Linked DNA regions of Mus musculus: region 1 is linked to region 2. Evidence: chromatin contacts called from public Hi-C data. All regions are on one chromosome and are shown on one strand. Each heading gives the region's core, a stretch centred on a gene start, on an enhancer-like site or on the middle of the called end of the contact. The rest is flanking DNA. Distances are from core to core; before and after follow the strand shown. Region 1 has its middle 100 kb from the start of Gm23217. Region 2 has its middle 50 kb from the start of Col22a1.

The links. Hi-C and Micro-C count contacts between places; a contact is called where the count stands out from the background.
Region 1: a Hi-C map of cerebellum shows a contact between it and region 2, with 2.7 times the contacts expected there. The contact joins two enhancer-like sites. A contact is called at or near these places in 1 of 15 datasets of contacts at CTCF or cohesin (the NIH/3T3 cell line) and 5 of 484 Hi-C or Micro-C datasets (the C2C12 cell line, cerebellar granule neurons and cerebellum).

The regions. Positions count from the first base shown.
Region 1 is chr15:72,358,532-72,362,327 of GRCm38.p6, forward strand. No RefSeq gene overlaps it. Among named protein-coding and RNA genes, the nearest start is that of Gm23217, 100 kb to the left of the region's middle. Within about 2 kb of position 2,345, at least 20 of the 459 cell types and tissues checked have an H3K27ac peak or open chromatin away from gene starts, as enhancers often do. A contact at or near this core is called in cerebellum, where this site is marked.
Region 2 is chr15:72,081,917-72,085,683 of GRCm38.p6, forward strand. It overlaps a transcript of Col22a1 not described here. Among named protein-coding and RNA genes, the nearest start is that of Col22a1, 50 kb to the left of the region's middle. Within about 2 kb of position 1,910, at least 10 of the 459 cell types and tissues checked have an H3K27ac peak or open chromatin away from gene starts, as enhancers often do. A contact at or near this core is called in cerebellum, where this site is marked.

The sequences.
Region 1 (3,796 bases), core at 1,095-3,594, 280 kb after region 2:
ATCTTCGTATTACGGATGGGGAGATAATGCTACTGGAAAGGCAGAATTAACATCCACTCCCACACTCCCACTCACAACTCAGCTGCTTAGGCCTGTTGCATCCCTCTGTACTTCCCGGTGCCAGAGGCAGAAAAGGGACAAACAAAACAAACAAACAAACAAAAAAACAAACAAACAATTGGCTCCTCCCTCCAGGTGTCTAGCAAGACTCGTACTGTGTGATAGTTGTTATAGTATGTATATGAATAAGTATGTTGGCACATGCCTATAATCCCAATACTCTAAAGGTAGAGCCAGGTCAGGAGTTCAAGATCAAGACCAGCTATGTAGTGAGCTTGAGGCCACCCTAAGTCTCATAAAAACTCTGTCTCAAAAAAAAATTATAAAGGAAAAAGGTCTACAAACAGAAACAACCACCTAAAAAGCTGTGCAGTGACTATCAGGCTTCCTCCTCCCACCCCACCCCACCCCTTTTTAAGTAAAGACGTCTTATGAGTCCCAGGCTGATCTTGACGTCATTACTTTCTATCTAAAGGGTGACCTCAAACTCTTCTGAATCTCCTACTTCCACTTCCTCACATTCTGGGGACTACAGGGGCATGCCACCATGCCTAGTTTAGCCCCCTCCCCTTTGTGAGGGCATATCAGATGTGCCCCTTCCTTCTCCATCAGCATTGCCCTAGGTGGGCTACTCAAGGACTTATCTCTTCCATGCTAGAAAGGTCACACAATCCACATCGAGCCAAGAATAATGTGTCCCTGGACTTGATGCTGTAACAAGGGAGCCAGTGTCAGAAAAGGACACAGGGAGAAGGGATCTAAGGGATGTCCTCGTCATAGCCATAGAATGATGATTCTCCAATGCTGGCCCAGCCTGCTTTCCATCATAGAGAGACAGTAAAATTCTTTCTCCTCCTTCTTGTGTTAGTGGCTGAATTGAAGTCACTTTGACTCAGAGTTCTGACACTTGAAAGAAGTATTATAAAAATACAAAGATCTCAGCAGCTGCTCAGTTCCACTTTGTTTGATTAAAAGCTGCTGTGTCCTCTGGGCAAACCCCCTGAGCACACCTTTTTACTCAAATTCAGCACACGAAATGTTTTTTTCTGCTTTGAGAAATATGCTTAAGGGCATCTTCTTAAGCCCCTACCCCAGGTGTTTCCCAATCACCGCTCTCTACCCACCTGCCCAATTAGCTTCAGGCCAGTCAGTTTCTGTCATGAGCTGAAATTGCCAGCTAGTCTACTAGCTTGCCTGAGATCGAAGCTCCTCGAGAAAGGAAATGCCAAAAGGGTAGAATTCACATATGTGTCCCGAGCTGGCTTCCCAGCATCCAGAAGAACACCTGGCATCTGGCACCATCCAAGAGCATCCGCTAAATCAGTGAATAAAGGAAATAAAAGAGAAAGAACGCTCTCTAAAGCTGTGGGTGTTTTTAATGTGTGCACATGTGTGTGCAGATGCACCTAAATGTGTGTGTGTGTGTGTGTGTGTGTGTGTGTGTGTGTGTGTGTGTGTGAATGCTCGCGTGCATGCATGCGAAGGCCACAGGTCAACCTTAGGTATCATGCCTCAGGTATGATCTACTGTGTATTATGAGACATGTGCTTGCATTGGCCAAGCAGGCTATGATTTCTTTTTGAGATGCAGTCTCTCATTGGCCAAGCAGGCTAGGCTGGCTGGCCAGAGAGCCCTTCTGTTGCTAAGGAGATCACCTCCTGTCAAAGAAGCTATTTCTGGTTTTCAATACCCCAGTGCCTGAAAATAGAGCTTCCTACAGAAAATGAATGTTATGTTAGAAGGTTTGCCTGTTTCTGGTTTTCCCTGGAGGATGGGAGAGTGGCTTCTTCAGGTTGATTAGAGCCCAGTGGGGTTCCTGTGGTATCTCTCTTCTCCCCACACAGTTATAACACCTCACATGGCAACCATTCTCTATGACCTCCTTCTTGAACTCAAGTTACCTTGACCAACACTTGCCTAGTCCAGTTAGTAAAGCAGTTCTTAAAAACTGGGACCGGTACGACTTGAAATGAGTCTAATCTAGCACCCCTACCAATCCATAATTATGTGCCCCTAGGTCACCTCCTTCTCCAGCCAGGGAAATGTTAGGGGCAACCTGGAGCTGGACCCAAGCTGCCAAAGCATGAAGCAGTAGAGTGAGAGCTGCCATCTGTGTCTTGCTGTGAGAGCCCCTGAGAGACATCTGGAGCCAGCACCTGTCTCCAAGCAGGACAGCTGGCCTGGTGCCCACTTAATCCATGGGATGGAGAACTCTCTTCTCTCCCAAGTACACAGGCAGGCAGGCAGGCAGGGGCACGTGAAACACGGTGGCAGCTTGAGCTTACTCTGGTTGGCATGTTGGAGCAGTGGGAGGTGCCATGTGGCACCAAGATTGTCTATCTCATGCCCTGGCTGGCATCCCTCAACCCCAAGGTTTAAGTCAGTCTGAATCATTGTCAGGATATATGGGGATCTCTGCCAAGGAGAAGGAAAGATGGTGAGCTCTGAGCCATGTTGGAGCCCAGAGAAACCAGGATCCACTGGGATAATGAAGAAGCCACTGGAGAGTGTTGACTCAACTCAGGAAAAGATCAGGGTGTGTAACCTTTGACTAAGGGACAAGTAAGGCTTTCTTAACAAATGCCAGGCAGAAAAGACAGCGAAGGGTAGATGAGCAGGCTTCTCAGGGCATAGCAGAGCATGGCTCCTCTAAAGATTCATGGAAGGTATACAATTTAAAATAGTTCTAGAGGCAAATAATTTTCTGCTCTCAGATACAAACAAATACACTACGCAAGGTAAGAAATGAACACATAGTCAAGAGTCTCAAAGATCTATCTTTAATTAAATTACCCTGTAAGGAATTTCCTTTTTAAGAAATATTTTTATTAATCTTTGGAGAATTTTATATTTTGATCATATTCACCTCTCAACTCCTCCCATGATCTTTTTTCTACTTCCATTCAATGTTGAGTCTTTTTCCCCCTTTGGAGTTCAATGTGTGCTACCTGTGTACAACTTGGGTATAGGGACAGTCACTGAAGTGTGGTCCTTACAGAAAGCAGATGCTCCCTCTCCCAGCAGCTATGAGTTACCAACATTTTCTTAACCAGGAGTGGGGTTTTTGTACCTACATCTCCATCTCATTGCTAGTATTCTGTCTACAGCTCTTGTGCATGTTGTTATAGTCCTGTGACATAACCTGTGCAACTGCCAATCACGTGTGGCTAAACAGATCCTAAGTCCTAAAAGAGAACATATTACTAATATTCAATAAATGGGCATAGTCTTGAACTGACTCCTAAGTGAGTTGTCACTGTATCTGTAGATTGGCTCGTCCCTTACCCCCTCAGCCCTCATCAGAGAAACTTCCTTTTGTAGTAGATGGTGATTAACAGGGACCCACAACTAGTCAAGAAGTAGAAAATAAGAAACTGCAGAATGCTTAGCTCTAAATAAGATTACCTTGGAAGAGAGGGCAGAAAAATAGCAAGAGCCAGAGGTGATAGATGTCTATAAAATAAAACAACACAAAACAATGCTCCTGTTAAGCATTTCTTAAGGTCACTTTCTGGTATGCACACACATACCCTATTTAATCCATTAAAGCATTCTTCTCTCAAAGGAGCAGCCATGGCTATGAAATGCCCTGACAAAGCTTAGAATAAATCAATGTAGCTCAGTTGAAAACAAAGTTATGGAACCTCAAAATACCACCTCCCCACAGATTAAAACCTGCCAAAACCTTATTGATGAACACAAAGCAGGTTTGAATAAACAGAGAAGGATAATGAGT
Region 2 (3,767 bases), core at 660-3,159:
GACACAGGAAATGGAGAAATTGACTTGAGTCCAAGGTGGCCAGGAGCCTGTGGCAACCAAACGTCTTTCCAGAACCTCCCTGAAACATTTCCCCATCATCTAAAATCCATCTCCTCCTCATGGGCTGCACATGACTGACTAGGCAGTGTGCACAAGCGGTGATGTGTCAAAAGTACACTAAGTTCCCCTTATGGCCAGATTGTAGTCTGACAGTCACTCTACCTCATGCATGTTTTCTTTCATATGTAAAGAGCCAGCTTTTACAAAGAGACCTAAAAGTCGATTGGGGACTATTTGGGAAAGGTATAATGGATGGATTAAGGGGAGGGTGCAATAAGAATGGAGATGAGATGACCAGTGAGCATTATGGAAATGTTAGACTCATACTGTTGTACAGTTACTATGCACTATTGAATAAATAATCTAAAAACAACACACAGAGAAGGGGAGCGGAGGGAGGGGGGAGGAAGAGGGAAGTTGGGAGGAGAGAAAGAAAGCAAGAGAAAGAATGAGGAACCAGAGAGCAGCAGAGAGCTGGATCCTGGATCTGGGGCCTGGATTCTGCTCCTGGTACTGATGTGTGGGAGGCAACCTCAATGCTGAAATGAGAGATAGTTCTGGAGTTCAAAGAGACAGTCGTGAGGTCCTTGAATGCAGATCATCTTTCATCTCCATTTCCAGGTGCCAACAGCTTTGCTGGAGGTGAGGGGTTTTGTTTTTTTGTTTTTGTTTTTGTTTATTCGTCATTTAACCTGGGTCTCTGGGACTGGCTGCGGGAGTTAAGTTGTCAGGCACACCTGCCGCCAGGTGCCGCCAGGCACCTCCAGGTCAGGGGACCATGAAGACAAGTGCAGGAGCCTTCTTTGGTCTGCATTTACTGTCCATCCTTTATTCACTAGGCTTCTCTTCCTTTGGGGATTTGATCCCTTCCCCAACCAGTGTCTAGCACTTTGAGCATCAGCTCTTCTACCAACAATGAAGACTTCACAGGTGAGCCACTTCTCAAGTGAAAGGATGTTAACACAGGGATATTTGTGGTTTCCTTTCCTTTCTTTGTGTTGCTTGGTGCCCTCCTTAACATTTGGCCCTTTTTTTTCTCTCCAGCTGAAACAGAGGACAAACCAGTGGCCCATGTTGGGATTCTGTCTAAGCTCCACCCCACAGTTACCTGGCAACAGCCAGGTAGGTCTGGCCCACTCTAAGAGTGTCTGTTTGCCCCCTCCTCTCTCTCTTGTTCTCTTACTCTCTTGCCTCTTGCCCCCTTGTTCCCCCCCTCTCCATTCCCTTCCCCCCTCTCTCCCCGTGGTCATGGCTGGCCTCTACTTCTCTTTCCTTCTCTCTGCCTCTACTACTCTCTTAACTCCCCTCCCCATGTCCTAAATAAACTCTATTCTATGCTATACCATAGTGTGGCTGGTCTCTCAGGGGGAAGAATGCCTTGGCATGGGCTGGCTAAGGCACCCCTTTCTCCCACACCTCACCACACCCCCATAGAACATATCTTATTATTTCTTTATCTTTTTATGATCACAACAGCCCAGCAGTTCTTAAACAGCACAGTGAAGTGTTGATTTAATCCGTCTTTAATATGGAGAGATGTTTAGAAAATGACATTTTCGGTGGCCAGTCTCATATGAGGAGAGAGTTGGCATCTATCAGATCCCTGTTTGGGCTTTTTGTTGAGTGTACTTTCCCTATGCTGGGCTACAACCTGGGTTAGCTGGGGGACTCGCTTAAGCATCTGCCACGAGGAGATGGAAATCAAGTCTGGAAAATGCTACACTAAACTAAACTGCATTAAGAGAGACCTCTGCAAAACAAGATCCATGGAAACTGAGACCGACATTTGGGGGAGGAAGACAATCTGTCAGGTTCTTTCCCCCCTCATAGCTCATGCTGAACAGCAGGGGGCAGCAAAGAACTTCCTATGTGCTCCGCTCACCCCTGCAGTGTGGCAATACTGAGCCTGTGCAGGGATCACCTGGGGAGGAACTTTCTGGAATGAAAACAGGCATCAGCCGCAGTGTCTGAGGCTGGCCAGGAAGGCAGAATGAAGATAATGAAGGATGACTGTCATCTTGCTTAGAGACAGTTTTAGCTGGGAAAACAGCTTGTATTTGCTTGGGAAGCTGACTTTAGTGTCTGTAAATTCAGATGTAAAGGACACAGAAGTGTGAGACTTAGGAGAGAGGATGGTCTTCATCCCATTGCCAGAGGCCCACAGCTCGGCCTCTGACTGCAACTTAATATATAAGATGAGAGGGATAATGGTACCTAAGACTGTCCTGGTAGATTCGTCCACATAAAGCCGGAATAGCACTGACTGTGTGCTTAGCTGTTGATTGATTGCTAACTATTATTGATAACTGCTTTATAATTGGTGCTTGGTGTAGGTGGTGGGTGATATGTTGGCTATAAGGAGGTGGAACCATCACAGAGACCAGGAGGCATAGAGAAAGGATAGAAGGGTACCTGATATGCAGTGGGGCTCCTCCAGAGGCCTCACTGTGCAAGTGAGACTGGGAAGCTACCTATGAATAGGTAGCAGGGAACTTAGTTGCTGGGCTATGATGCATTATATAGAGTGGTGGCCCAATGCACCACTAATCTGGGTTGAAAAGGCTCATGCCATAACCACAGGGTACCTGAACCTAAAGGAAATTATGTTGGTGGTGGGAGGGAGGAACAAATGGGCAGGAATAAGGACCACAGGTGAAGGTAGTAGCTTAGAGCTAAGACAAGCATCTAAGTACAGAGCTGCACAGGAGTCAGAAACAGTAGGGTGGAAGGAGAGGTGTTAGTGATATCCTCAGGACATTAGTAAAGGCTCAGAATCCAGGGGCCTGTAGGAAAAGGCTGAGGGCAGTCAAGAAAGACCAACCATAGACAGTGCAGTTGACCCTCAAGCTGAGTCCATAGTTTTAAAGGCATCGGATACAAACCTCAGGTTTGTTTATAAGTAGACACTGAGAACAAGTAAATACTCATTAATTATGGCAGCTGCTGGACCCTGAACACTGAATTGTCCGGCATTGTTCTGAGCACACGATTGGCCTGTATCATCTCCCTTTCCTCTTTCTCTTATAGGAGGTCAATGAGGCAAGCATCTGTGATGGCCCCCATTTGCTTTGATCTCTGAGGGCTCATGTGGCAGCCATAGGCTTGATCTTCTTGATTGTGTGTCTAAGACTGAGGCGATGAGAGCTGGTGAAGTTGTGACATAGTAGGCATGATCTGGAAGGGATTAGCAATGTGTTTTCCCAACTGATTTTTATAAAGTTAGCCCTCCTACACAGCAGGCCCTTCTGCACATGGTGGCTTCCCTTTCCGTCTCTCAAATCATGATCCAATGAAGGGTCCCTCATTACAGAGTAATCTACTATGAATCTACTCTACCTATGACTTTTGAGTATACAGAACTATGAACTAAATAGCCACCTTCACTAAAGTATGAAGGCTCAGGAATTATGTAATGATAACATAAAACGCAACGACAGAGGGAGCAGGAACACAGAGTGTTTAAGAGGTATATTCCAAGTTCATGGCTGAGAAGGTGTCAAACTGCAGTGGTATCTTCCAAGATGAGCATCCAGGACTTTGATTTAGAACAGTGGGTTTTACTGAGGTGTGCAGGGCAGACTAAAGGAGAGTAGAGATTAGACAGGGAGGGCAGAGGGCTGAGGGCTGAGGGCTGAGGGCCTGGCAAGAAGAGATGGAGGTTTGCTTGGTTATGAAATAAAAGAGATAGTCTCTCTTGGAGAGGAATC